3 separate regions of the Mus musculus genome follow, and all the other regions are linked to region 2. Evidence: chromatin contacts called from public HiChIP or PLAC-seq and promoter capture Hi-C data. All regions are on one chromosome and are shown on one strand. The core of a region is the stretch at or near the end of the contact, and the rest is flanking DNA. Distances in the headings are between cores, read along the strand shown. Region 1 has its middle 27 kb from the start of Gm41608. Region 2 holds the start of Ndufv2 (NADH:ubiquinone oxidoreductase core subunit V2). Region 3 overlaps Rab31 (RAB31, member RAS oncogene family).

Region 1 (4,037 bases), core at 763-3,262, 380 kb after region 2:
CTGTTCCCCATTTCCAGCTTGTAGCTGTTTTGGGTTAATTTCCTACTGCTGTGACAAAACACCATGACCAGAAGAAAGAATAAAAAAAGCTGTGTGGTGGTAGCACATGCCTTTAATGCCAACAGGAGGTGTGTGTGTGTGTGTGTGTGTGTGTGTGTGTGTGTCTGTCTGTCTGTCTGTCTGTCTGTCTGTCTGTCTGAGTTTGAGACCAGCCTGGTCTCATACATGTCCTGAATCAAGTCCCAAGACAGGCAGTGCTACACAGAGAAACTCTACCCTGAAAAAAAACCCAGAGTTAGCCGGGCGTGGTGGCGCACACCTTTAATCCCAGCACTCGGGAGGCAGAGGCAGGCGGATTTCTGAGTTTGAGGCCAGCCTGGTCTACACAGTGAGTTCCAGGATAGCCAGGGCTATACAGAGAAACCCTGTCTCTAAGAAAACAAAAACAAAAACAAAAACACAGAGTTGCCTTTCTTGCAGAAGCAATGCTCCAGAGTCCTGTTCACACCATGGGATGCTTGGTGGCCATTTCAAGGTGAAATGGCTTACCTCCTGAATTTGGAATTTTTTTTCAAATTTCCTTTCCCATTTTATAAAGAGAAAATAGCTACTTACAGGAGGAAAATGAAGGGTTAAAATATTTTATAATGAAGTATTTTCTCAATCAAATAAAATGGGGTCAACTACCAACTTGAATGTTTCACATCTTATCTTACGTTGCTTGAGAGACTTGTACCACTCCCATTTCTCATTTATAAGTGCAAAAACCTCACTCTTTTCTCCACATTATTCAAGCTGAGAAGTCTATCACTACTAGCACTTGCCACATTTACAAACGTAAACCACCCAAAGATGAAGATCAATTTAGCTGATGAAAACTTAGAGCAGGATACTTTGGCTCACACAGAACCAGTGTGTGCACGGTAATCTTTTTCCTACGGTGGATTACAGAGGCCACATGTCATCATCTATCTGCAGACTAGAAATAGACTGTTTCATTGCATTCTACCCAGAGAGCGGGTGTCGCTGGCAGGCCCTCAAAGTAGCTAAGAGTGAGTCTAGCTCTTGCAGAAGACCTAAGGGAGGACCCTAGCCCATCACATGAGGTGACTCCCAATCACTTATGACTCCAGTGTCAGGACATCTGCCACCCTCCGGTCTGCACAGGCACCTTCATGAAATGGTACACATAAAATTCACACAGATGCATGCACATACACGTTAGTAAAAATACATAAATCTTTTAAAACATGACTGTGTTTAAAAAAAAAAATCGTGTGATACATACATGCCCATGCACAATTATTGTTTGTCAATTAAAAGAAGAGACGGGTATGGTGGTATGCGTGTATGCCTGTCTGTTTGAGTATGTCTGTGTATGTGAGTACAGGTGCCAATCAGAGGCCAGAAGGGTCAGATCCTTTGGAGATGGAGTTATATCGGTGGTTGTGAGCTGCCTGACATGGGTGCTGGGGACTGAGTCAGGCTCTCTGTAGGGCAATCGCTTCCCTTAACCGCCGTGCCCTTTCCAGCCTCTAGTGATTATCAATGAAAGCCCTTTGGAGACCAGCAGGCTCTGGAAAAAGCTTTCCCTGATATCCCTTAACCTGCCTCAATATTGGACCATCAAAAAAGGAAAACCATTGCATTCGTCTCCTTTCTGAGGCTTGGCGGAACTGACGCCCAGCCGGCTCTGTTCCAAGCTGTCCTCTGGACTCATTCTCTCCTCCTCCGTATCGCTTGTACCCCCCTGTCCCCTCTAAAACAGTGTATAGAGACCTCAGGCCTCAGCGCTCCTGGTACCACCGACCTCCTTCCCTCACAAAGACAAGAGGGCAGGGAAGCGTGGATCAGCTCTCCAAACCACACTCCTAGAGGACAGGTGACAGAGGGAGAGCATGACAGACAGTGGAGAAAGGAGGAAAGCAAGACTAGCGTGCCTCAGCCCACGCATGCTCCGAGGAGCTGTGCTCGCCCGCTTAGGCAGCCTCAGCGCACGCATGCTCCGAGGAGCTGTACGAACCCACCAGGCTGCATGTAGGTTGTGGGCCAAGACTGTATGAGAGTCTCTGAAGGGAGTTTCCATTCTGCTGGTTAGAAGCCATGGATCCTAGATAAGTCACTTTCCCTCTATCTTGGAGTCCCTGGTTCAGACATCAGGTGACCAAAATCCGCTTGTTTCGCAAGCTCCTTTGAGAATAAATTCATCCAAAACGGGGAGTTGTGACAGAAGCCTGTAAATTCAGCACTTGGAAGCGGGGGTGGGGGGTTAGGAGGGTGGGGGAAGATAGGCCGTTCAAGGTCATCCTTAACCAAGAAGTGGGGGAAGAAACAGAAAGGAAGACAGAATAGGCAGCTATTGATATGGAAATCCAGTACGGCACACAGCACCCTTTGCCACAGCCTCCACCTCCGACCCTGCGCTTTGCATACAGCTGGAGCCTTCCCTCTGAAGTCACTGAGCCTACGGGTGTCTAGAGGGACAAAGAAAGGCGCGGCTGTTGCGGGAGCTGTAGAATAAAGGTTTAGCCCGGACCCCTATTGTCCTGCCTTCTTACTCTTGTTTTCACATTTCAATTAGCAAAGCTGAACTGGGAGGCCAACTCTTTGTTTTCGTCGTAGCCTAACTCAAATTCAACGCTAACCTGAAGAATCTGTGGTACGGCGATAAAAATAAAGTGGTCAAATCGGAGGTTGTCAGTCACAAACCAAAAGGGCCTACGCAAAGTCATAATCCTAAGGAGGGCATTTTAGGATGACTTTCAAAACAAAGTTAGCCTCTTTTTTGGGAGGGGGTTGTGTGTGTGTCTGGGCGGGTTCTTCTCGGCTTAAACAGGCTCCTCCTGGGCAGAAGTTACTGTGGCTTGGAGAGCCCAGTATTGCCTATCTGATGGGTCCCAGGGCCTCCCCGCCCTGGTTCAACGTGATCCGATTAGCTGGCAGTCTCCGGAGGTCAGGAGCCCAGCTGCAAGTGCAAATTGGTCTTGGGAAAGGGTGTGGCTTCCAGTCTCTGCTAGTCTCCCCCACATCAGCAGGGCTGCTTTCCTTGGTAAAATTCAGGAGGACTGGAGGAGGAGAGAATTTTTATCGAGTCCTTAGCATTGAGGCGACCCTGTGCACTGGTACAGGCTGACCTCCCCTCATCAGCGCAGATGGCCTGCAGCCAGTGTGACCAGCCCCCAGCCTCCCGTTCCCTCATAGATTGCTCAGTGCCACTGATCCACCCGCGACTGTCGCTGTTTATGATTTAATTTATACTAATAGGTTAAAGCGTAGCTGTGACATTTGTCATTTTGTATGGGAGCAACATGCTTCTGTAAGGCAATTAACGCTAAATGCTCACTACAGTACGGTAGTGACGCTTGTCTGTGTGAATTGTTATTGAAGTACGCCAAGGCAGATTTCCCAAACAGTAAGCGTACACTGCCGATTTAAATTGATCCTTGTACCCACAAAGTCACATTACTGCACACGGAATTTCCTTTCTTGCTTGCTTCCCTCCTTGGCAGACACAATTGATCACCAGTCACCATCCATTCAGACACTCATTTACACCTTCAGGACACACCTGCCATCAGGCCCATCCCCAAGTGTCTTAGGAGTAATTACATCACACACCAACCGCCAGGCTGAGAGGCAGGGGAATCTCATGAATGTGAACAGAATGTGTTTATAAAAAGATAAAGGGGGGGGGGGCAGTATGTTTTATGGAGGTGTAGTCAGGTATGGGGAAAGGAGGTGCCTTGGCGGCCCATGCTGAGGCATCCCTTCCCCCTGAGGGACCAGCACATGACGGGATAGTATAGAATAGAGTTTATTAAGGACATGGGGAAGGGAGTTAAGAGGGTAGTAGAGGCAGCAAAAGGAAGAGGAGAGGAGAGGGAAAGGTGGGGGGAGAAGTAGAGGCCGGCCATAAGCAATGAGTACATGGAGACATGGGGATGGAGGGGGGGCAGGGAATGGGGAGAAAGAAGGCAAGAAAGCAACAGAGTGAGGAGGGGCCAAGTGGCCCCTTTTATAGTGAGTCAGGCATACTT
Region 2 (4,066 bases), core at 1,106-3,605:
CTCATGACAATGGGGGTGGTCATTCTTTAAAGAAATAAGTTAGAGTGTAGTGTTAATTATGTTATTATTATGTTATGTAATGTTATTAGTGTAAGTTATTATGCATTTACAAAGTCCAGGATACAATTCAAAATTATTCATTGTGGAGAGCATGTTGGGGTGACAGCACAAAACCCACTATCATAGGGGAAAAACATTTCAAAACTGAAAGCAGAGGCCTGGGAGTGCAGGTGGATCCCTGAGTTTATGGCCAGGCTAGTCTTCCTGGAAGGCCAGTCAAGGCTACATAAACTACATAAACTCTGTCTCAAAACACCACCCACAAAACAAAACCCTGCTTTTCAACTACACCTCTTGTTACCCTTTGCCTCAAAAACAAAAGAAACAGAAGATGTCTATGGGAGCTTTTTTGCCCCTACTTCTTAGTCTCCTCCTCAACTGAATGATTCTCAGAGCCTCTCTTACCTATGTAACCTTCCAGTTTCTGACTCCAATCAGACCTAGTCCACCTCCACTCCTACACCAGTCATCTACTCAGAGCAGAACCCTTACTGTATATAAAACCTTTCACTGACTCTTTACTAGTCTACACTACCAGGGACACCTCTTTGTTTGTTGTAGGAGGCTGGGATTTGAGTTGGGGATATTTTACAAACAGGAATTTATATAGGCCAGACTAACCTCAAACTCACTATATAGTTAATGATAGCAAACATTCTGATTTTCCTGGCTCTAACTCCTAAATGCTAGGATATCAGATGTGACCAACCATACACGTATGAACCTTATTAGTGTTCTTACATGTTCCCCACAAAAATTGGGAATTCTGTTTCTAATTTGTAGTGATGAAAACACTGCACCACCCTCTAAAATAAGATATAAATTCACCTATCAAATACACAGCAAGGGGCCATCAAACATCACCCATCATTACTCTACTCCAGCAGGGCATGGAAGCTCACACCTGTAATCTCAGCACTCAAGAGTCAAGGCAAGAAGACCAGCAAACATTCAAGGCCTACATGCCACACTTAGCAGGCTCCAGGCCAGCCAGGGCTGCATGGTGAGATCTAATTTCAAAAGGAAAAAAAAAAAGTACTATAATCCAATTCACACTGTTACCTGGACCTAGAAGTACATTAAGGCTTCAAATAACTAGGGACAGACTCAACATTCCCATTTCACAGCTAAAGAAACAAAGACTAATTCTCTAGGTCATGTCACATAACTACAAAAGGTCACCTGGGATGCCTAAGTCTAAAGCCCCAAATGGTTTGTTTACACACACACACACACTATATATATATATATATATATATATATAGTCTTTTGTTGAGAACTTAGTTTTTGTTTTACTGTTAGGAAAATAAAATCCAACCAAACAAATAAGGCTTCTTTCTTCCCTGTAGTTGCCATGTAGTTAATTTCAATAGCCATTACTTTCTGTGTGCCCATGCACTCTCCGGACACAAGCTCAGCTTGTGAAGGTCAGACCACAACTAGTCCTCACACCTGGAGGCCAGCACCTTTCCACCCTGAGCTACCTCGCAGGCCCTGGAATCTGCATTTTAGCTTCGCTTCAGTGTTTCAACTTCAGTTCAATTCCTTGGCCTATCTGAGATGCACCTGACACTCAAATGGCCATAGAACTACGACTCTTTGGTCAGTGCGGTTACTCGTGCTACTACTATTCTCTCACGGTTAATTCCTACGATTCTCTGCCGAGCATTTCCTAAAATGAATGAACAACTTCAGTAAATGAAACGCTGGTCACCTTTATCTAGTCCTGAAGGAACTCGGCAAGCCTTTACCAAGCCTATCAGCGTTTTCTCCAGCATGCTTTTAAATCCGATGCAGCGCAGCCGCTATGCCTGACAGACAAGCAGCCCAAAGCTTCGCTGCTAGGATCCTGGAAGCAGCGGGCCGCCAGGGCCCCCCACTAGCTTCCGCACCAGGATAAATGACAATCGCCTTCCTGACCTTGACTAAGTTAGGGGTGACTTTCCCCGGCCCGGTGCGGGCGGCCCGCCACCCGCCGCCACCGCAGCTGCGGAGCATCCCGGAGGCACTGAGGACGAAGGCCGCGGCGTCCCCGCCGCCGCCAGCTGACCTGTCCAGCGCCTAGGGGTCTCCGAGGACTAAAAGCTAAGGGAGGCACGAAGAGCGGGAGACTGTGGCGACAGTGCCCGGGGTTCACCCCGAGCCTCTTACCCACTGAGCAGCGAGGCCGGTCGCCCTGGCCCGCAGCGCCAAGGAGAACATGGCGGGGTACGCGATGCTCCGACCCCGGCCGCTCTAGGCTGACTGGGAACGAACGAGCCCGGAGGCCCGGCGCGCGCGGCCCCGCGCCCAGGACGCACGGCGCGCGCGCGCTCACGAGCCCTGGCCTGGGCGTCCCGAACGGTACGCCGTTCCTGACGCAGCGGCGCGCGAGGGCTGCTGGGACCGGTGGGCGGGCCCGAAACAGCCCAGTCCCTAAAAGGCCGGCCCGGTTGGGCCAGCTGAGTCCCCGCCCTGAGGACGAGGCTCGCCTTCTCGAGGCTCTTGTGTTTGTTGAGGACGAGGCGTACCTTCTGGGGGATCTTGTGTTTGTTCTGTCAAACACCTCCTCTGGTATTGCAGTTATTTCTTTCAAAATTCGTTTGGTTGAGTCTTTTCTTACATACGATCGTATTTAAAGGGCTGCCACCTAGTGGACTTGGACAGCAAGTGCCTTGGCTCCCAAGCCTTTGCGTTAGAGTCTGTAAAACGACAGGCTAAACTGGAATTGACTTCGGGATGCCAGTGAGTGGGAGGTAGAAATGATGACTGTTGATGCTGCGCGGTAGACGAACAAATATTCTTTGTGCTTGTGTATGCTCTAGACATTTTCCATGATAAAACTGGTGGAGGGAGGAACCTACTGTCTTCTTGATTTTTGTTTGATCTCAGGAAACTCCTAGCAGCTTTAGTACGCATCGTGCTGTTTCCAGCTGTCGGTATTTTACACAGGTTTTGAGTGATCCTCAACCTTCAGACAGGCGCATACTGCCACCTTGGGCTTTTAACTTATTCTTGACTCTTCTTCTGACTGTCGTTTTGTGTGTGTCTTCTCTATCCACCCCTTTCTTTTTGCTATAATAAAGTTGTGAATAGTTTCCGTAATTTTGACAACAGAATGAAGATTCTGAAAGGTTATTCGTCATGAGTTTGTTTTTTTAAAAAAACAAAAAACAACAAAAAAAACCACCCAAGATAATCCATTGCAACCTGTGTGAATCATATTCTACAAATTATTAGACTCAGCCGGGCGTGGTGGTGCACGCCTTTAATCCCAGCACTCTGGAGGCAGAGGCAGGCAGATTTCTGAGTTCGAGGCCAGCCTGGTCTACAGAGTGAGTTCCAGGACAGCCAGGGCTACACAGAGGAACCCTGTCCCGAAAAACCAAAAAAAAAAAAAAAAAAAATTATTATTCGACTCAAGAAATAGTGTTTCTAACCAATGATACTAAATTCTTTAGTTCCTATTGCATTATCTCCAGTATTAGTTTACCACTAATAAATTTGCTTCAGTACTTCTCTGAGGGAATGAAAAGATACTGAAAAAGAAAAAATAATCCGGGTCCCATTACTGATTTGTTTTATTGTGTGCACCCAAACATATTGTCACCATCATTAGCAGCTGTAATACTTTGGCCTTTTCAGAGTCTCATGTTGCCCAACCTGGTCCCAAACTCGCTATAGGTGAAGCTAAAAGACCCTCACTCAAGTCTTGGGATAATAGCGGATCCCCAAGAACTCACAAGAGACCAAGCTTGATGTAAACCACATGAGGCTTTATTCTGGGAAAGCCAGAGCTCTTGGGACGACTCATATCCCATGCAGGGGTAGAGGAGTCGACCCCAAGGGAAAAGGGGGTCCCAGTTTTTATAGGCCCTCAGGGGGGAAAGGAGAAGTGGGGGAGTAGGGGATTTCCAGATCTAAACAATGTAAAAGGATTGATTTCTCAAGAAATGGGTATGGGAGGGAAACAAGGAAAGAGTTTAATGAAGGTACAGTAACTCAGGATTGGCCCAGCTGTGGTTGC
Region 3 (4,219 bases), core at 899-3,398, 380 kb before region 2:
TCTAAATTTCTACATCCCCAATATCTGTTATAATTTAACAGCTGGATCTTAACCTCAGGTTTCGCTGAATTCTATAAAGATCTCATCTCAAGTCTTCTTGGCTAAACGATTCTTTACAGCTGGTCAAAAGAGGGATCCCTTATACAGTGGAGATCAAACACAGACACGTGTCTCTACTACTTCCTTTATAAACCCTTACAAAGTGGTTTTGGGAATAGCAGGCACAAACCCACAAGGTCAAAGAGAGAAATCACATACAGATGATAGCAACAGTGTCTGGAGAGACGAATTGTGCCTGAGAAAGGGCCCAAAACGGAGCCGGCAGCAAGTCAATCCATGCCTGAGACTCACAAATCAGCATAAGGCACACGGAGGAAGAAAGAAACAATGTAAGCCTAGGCAGAAATAGCTGGAGCCCCCTCTGGGCAGGTGGGTGGGGAACCCACAGGCAGAGATACCCAATTAAATTGCATTGTGTGCTCAAGCTAAAAACCCCAGAGCTTTTGGCCAACGATGGACTGACCCTTTGAAACTATGAGACAAAATAAACCACTCCTGCTTTGTCCCAGGGAGGTTTCCATAGAAACAAAAAGCTGAGTGACCCAGATACTTAAGAGTTGTGTATGGTTCTCCTATGTGACTTTATTTATTTATCTATTTATTATGAGAGTATCCCTAGCGCAAGCTAGCCTCAAGCTTCCTATGGATTAGGATAATCTCGAACTGATCATACCTCCACATCTCAAGTGCCAGGACTGCAGTGATGTACCACCAAGCCTGGCTTACATATCACTAGGGATCAAACCCAGAGAGAGAGCTTCATGCACTTCACCCACTCTACTACCAACTGAGTTACATTCCCAACCCCTAAAGGTGTGATTAAAAACAAAAACAAAAAAACAAAAACAAAGTTTTAGGCTGACAAGATGGCTCAGTAGTTAAGAATGCTTGCTGCTCTTGCAGAAGACCCAGGTTCAGTTCCAAGCACCACAACGCAACAGCCCACAAACATCTGTGATCCCAGTTCCACTGGACATCTGGGACTTAATATCCTCTTCTGGTCTCTACAGGCAATTGCGTAAACATGATGCACGGAAAATACATTTGGACAAAATATCCATACAATTTTTTTTTGAAAGATTCTAATCAAGTGGCTGAGAAACTGGCTTAGAAAACGGGTACATGAAGAATGATGGATGAACTGAGTTCAATCCCCAGGACACTCTTGATAGAAGAGAACTCCCCCAAGTTGCCCTCTGACAGATGATCATCTTGCTTCTCTAGCTCACCAAAAAAGCTGGCGTTTCACTTGAGCCATCTGCAGAAGGCAAGGACTGGAGTTAATAATCGTAAAACAGCTTAGCGCTTTCACCATGAAGGGTATTTCAAGGGCTGGCCTTCAGGCCGGCTCTGCTCAGCTGATCTGTGGAATGGACTTAGGGTGGAGCTCTCCGCCACGCCCCCATGCATGCGCCCCAGGTGAGCATGTCAATTGAGAGGATGTAACATCTGTCATGGCTGGTGCATGGCAGGGGCGGAGCCACCACAACACCCTGAGAGCCCGGCAGAGAGTCCAAAGAATAAAGAAGTACAAGGAAGTACATAGTTCTCCAGCCAAGAGAACTAAGGGCAGCTCTCTCCAAGCAGCACTTTTGGGGTAAAGAATAGGGATGATCCTGGGTGTGACCTAAAAACATGTGAGGGAGGAGAGCCAGGTGGAGCATCTGCTTCAGAGCCCTGCGTGCTGGGGTTGGACGTGGGTGGGCACCTCTGAGTGTTCAGACCCTCCCTACTGTGTCTGGGAACCCTGCAGGCCAGGAAAGGTAGCCTACCACCTCCCTCTAATGGAGTTTGCAAACCAGGGAGGTAGCTGATAACCGATACCGGTGGGGTCCAGCCTACGGTCAGTACAGAGAAAGCAGGGTTTCGGAGATGCTTATGGCTAGAGCGAGCGAAGAATGAAGAAACAGATGGAAGATGCCTGAGAAAGGACTCTTAAACCACGGACCATGATGTAAAGTAGAAGAACGGGGCGTGGGTCCAGCCAGGGTGAGGCTGCCACTCGGCCCGCCCAGCAACTTCTAGGACACAGTTGCTTCCTGGAGGAACCCTTGCAGCACAGGGCGTTTCCGGTGCCTTCCTGGGCAGGGCAGAGCAGGGCAGAGCGGGGCAGAGCAGCTGTGTAGTTTCCATTCCCCTGAGGGTGGCATGGTTGAAGGAAGGGCTTAAAGCAGCTGAGGAGGGACAAATGAGCTGTCACTGGTGGGGGTGGTGAGGACCCGGGCCAGAAAAGTGCAGGCCAAAGGCAGTGGTGGCAGTGAATGGAGTCTTTAATTTTTTTTTAATTAATTAATTTTCTCTCCTTCTTCTCCTCCTCCTCCTCCTCCTCCTCCTCCTCCCCTCCTCCTCCTCCTCCTCCTCCTCCTCCTCCCCTCCTCCTCCCCTCTCTTCTCCTCCCCTTCCTCCCCTCCTCCCTCACATGTTTTTAGGTAACACCTGGGCTCGTCCAACTCCGTACCCTAAAACTATGAGCCAATTAGAAAATGCTCGTAGTTTGCTGGCCTTTAATTCCAGCACGGGGGAGGGGAGGCACGGGGAAGGGGCAGGGGGCACAGATACAAGCAGATCTCTGTGAGTTCAAGGTGAGATGCCAAATCTCTCAAGTTCAGACTTCATTTAGAGAACCTGACCTAAATTTGAACAAGTTGCTACTCCACAACAACAACAAAAAAATTAGCCTAGCTCTAGTCTCTAGGCTAATCCCCAACAAAACCAGCGTTTCCAGGCTATACCCTCAACAAGACCAGTGTCTCCAGGTTATTCCCCCAACAGACCTGCACCCCAGGTCACAAGCCCACACCTTGCCTAAAGACCACCAATGCAGAGGGGAGCAAAAGTTAAGGGTTTTTTTGGTTTGGTTTTTTTTTTGGTTTTGGTTTTTTGGTGTTTTGGAGACAAGGTTTCTCTCTGTAGCCCTGGCTGTCCTGGAACTCACTCTGTAGACCAGGCTGGCCTTGAACTCAGAAATTCACCTGCCTCTGCCTCCCAAGTGCTGGGATTAAAGACATGCGCCACCATGCCCGACCCCACAAGTTAAGTTTATGATATGACTCACAGCACCAGCCAATTATGTTAAAGGCCACGGTAGCTCTCCAATTAGATGCTTGCCTTGCCCTAATAGACGTTTCAGGCTTCCCCACCACCAAAACTGTCTTGCGTGACCTTGGGGTGGGGGTGGGGGGGCGAGCTAGCTCAAACAGAATAAAGACCCTGCTGTGAGTTGCCTCAGCTTGGCTCCTGTGTTCGCTGGCACAACAAAGGTTTGGTATACAATGCAATTCCTGGACAGCCAGGGCTGTTACAATGAGAAACCCTGCTTCAAAACGAGGACACAGAAACAAAACCATCAAACAAAAAGTAAAAAAAAAAAAAAAAAAAGAAAGAAAAAGAAAAAAAGAAAAAAAAGAAAGAAAGAAAAAGAAAGAAACAAGGAAAAGAAAAAGAAAAAATAAACAGAAAGAGAAAAAGAAAAGAAATGTCCACAGTTCTTCTGGCCTGAGACGCCTTCCTTGAACTCTCTGGCTGGGCTCTCAGGGTGGTGTCTCCACCCCTGCCACACACCAGTGATGAACAATGCTACTTCCTGTCCACTGTTACTCTCACCTGGGGAGGACACACTGAGGGAGGGGGGGACCTCTGCTCTACCTCATTCCCCCTAAATCAGCCCACCCTGCCTGAAGGCCAACCCCTGAAATACTCTTCCCAGTGAAAGTTACAATTATTGACTCCACTCTCTGCCTTTCTACAGATGACCCAGGAAAAAGACAGCATTTCTGGCGAGCTAAAGTAGCAAAGCTGGCTCAAATGTAGCTGGATGCCTGTCAAATCTACACTTGTCTTACATTCGCAGCTTGACCCAGTATGTACCTCTTATACATTTCATAGAAAATATATAACAAAATATATTAATTTTAAATTGGCCAGAAAATAGGATATTTGATCAAGAATGCGGCTAAGAAATCTGACTGGTGACAGGTCAGGCCTATGGGCTTCCAGAACTCAGCTTTGAGAAGCTGTAGTTCTGCCGATGACCACAAGGGGAAGAGCTGCTCACCTGCTGGCTGGAGAGCCTAGTGGGCCTTCCTTCCCCACCCCCACCCCCCACCCCTGCAGGCCAGGACCTGACTGGGATGGATCCACGCTAACTGGATCAAGACCG

Evidence for each region. Promoter capture Hi-C pulls out the DNA fragments that hold promoters and counts their contacts. HiChIP or PLAC-seq counts read pairs in DNA pulled down with a chosen protein or histone mark.
Region 1: a contact with region 2 is called in an H3K4me3 HiChIP or PLAC-seq map of embryonic stem cells, with 10 times the contacts expected there. The contact joins the enhancer-like site here to the promoter of Ndufv2 in region 2. A contact is called at or near these places in 7 of 39 promoter capture datasets (the 3T3-L1 cell line, cranial neural crest, embryonic stem cells and 2 more), 4 of 484 Hi-C or Micro-C datasets (embryonic stem cells and rod photoreceptor), 24 of 115 datasets of contacts at active chromatin or transcription factors (the NIH/3T3 cell line, astrocytes, craniofacial prominence and 11 more) and 1 of 9 other capture datasets (adipose tissue).
Region 3: a contact with region 2 is called in a promoter capture Hi-C map of pre-B cells, with 3 times the contacts expected there. The contact joins the enhancer-like site here to the promoter of Ndufv2 in region 2. A contact is called at or near these places in 11 of 39 promoter capture datasets (the 3T3-L1 cell line, the C10 cell line, the HPC-7 cell line and 5 more), 1 of 15 datasets of contacts at CTCF or cohesin (the NIH/3T3 cell line), 5 of 484 Hi-C or Micro-C datasets (the HPC-7 cell line, the N1E-115 cell line, Th1 cells and 2 more), 6 of 115 datasets of contacts at active chromatin or transcription factors (embryonic stem cells, fetal liver, large pre-B cells and 1 more) and 2 of 9 other capture datasets (adipose tissue and liver).

The regions. Positions count from the first base shown.
Region 1 is chr17:66,477,494-66,481,530 of GRCm38.p6, forward strand. No RefSeq gene overlaps it. Among named protein-coding and RNA genes, the nearest start is that of Gm41608, 27 kb to the right of the region's middle. RefSeq lists an enhancer at 903-4,037. Within about 2 kb of position 2,013, at least 124 of the 459 cell types and tissues checked have an H3K27ac peak or open chromatin away from gene starts, as enhancers often do. A contact at or near this core is called in craniofacial prominence, differentiating embryonic stem cells, embryonic basal ganglia and 8 more, where this site is marked.
Region 2 is chr17:66,099,204-66,103,269 of GRCm38.p6, forward strand. It overlaps Ndufv2 (NADH:ubiquinone oxidoreductase core subunit V2), which reads right to left and starts at 2,356. Exons shown (of 8, transcript NM_028388.3): 1 at 2,212-2,356. The coding sequence starts at 2,262.
Region 3 is chr17:65,722,318-65,726,536 of GRCm38.p6, forward strand. All of the region lies in intron 1 of Rab31 (RAB31, member RAS oncogene family), which reads right to left. Among named protein-coding and RNA genes, the nearest start is that of Rab31, 48 kb to the right of the region's middle. Within about 2 kb of position 2,149, at least 152 of the 459 cell types and tissues checked have an H3K27ac peak or open chromatin away from gene starts, as enhancers often do. A contact at or near this core is called in the HPC-7 cell line, the N1E-115 cell line, Th1 cells and 5 more, where this site is marked.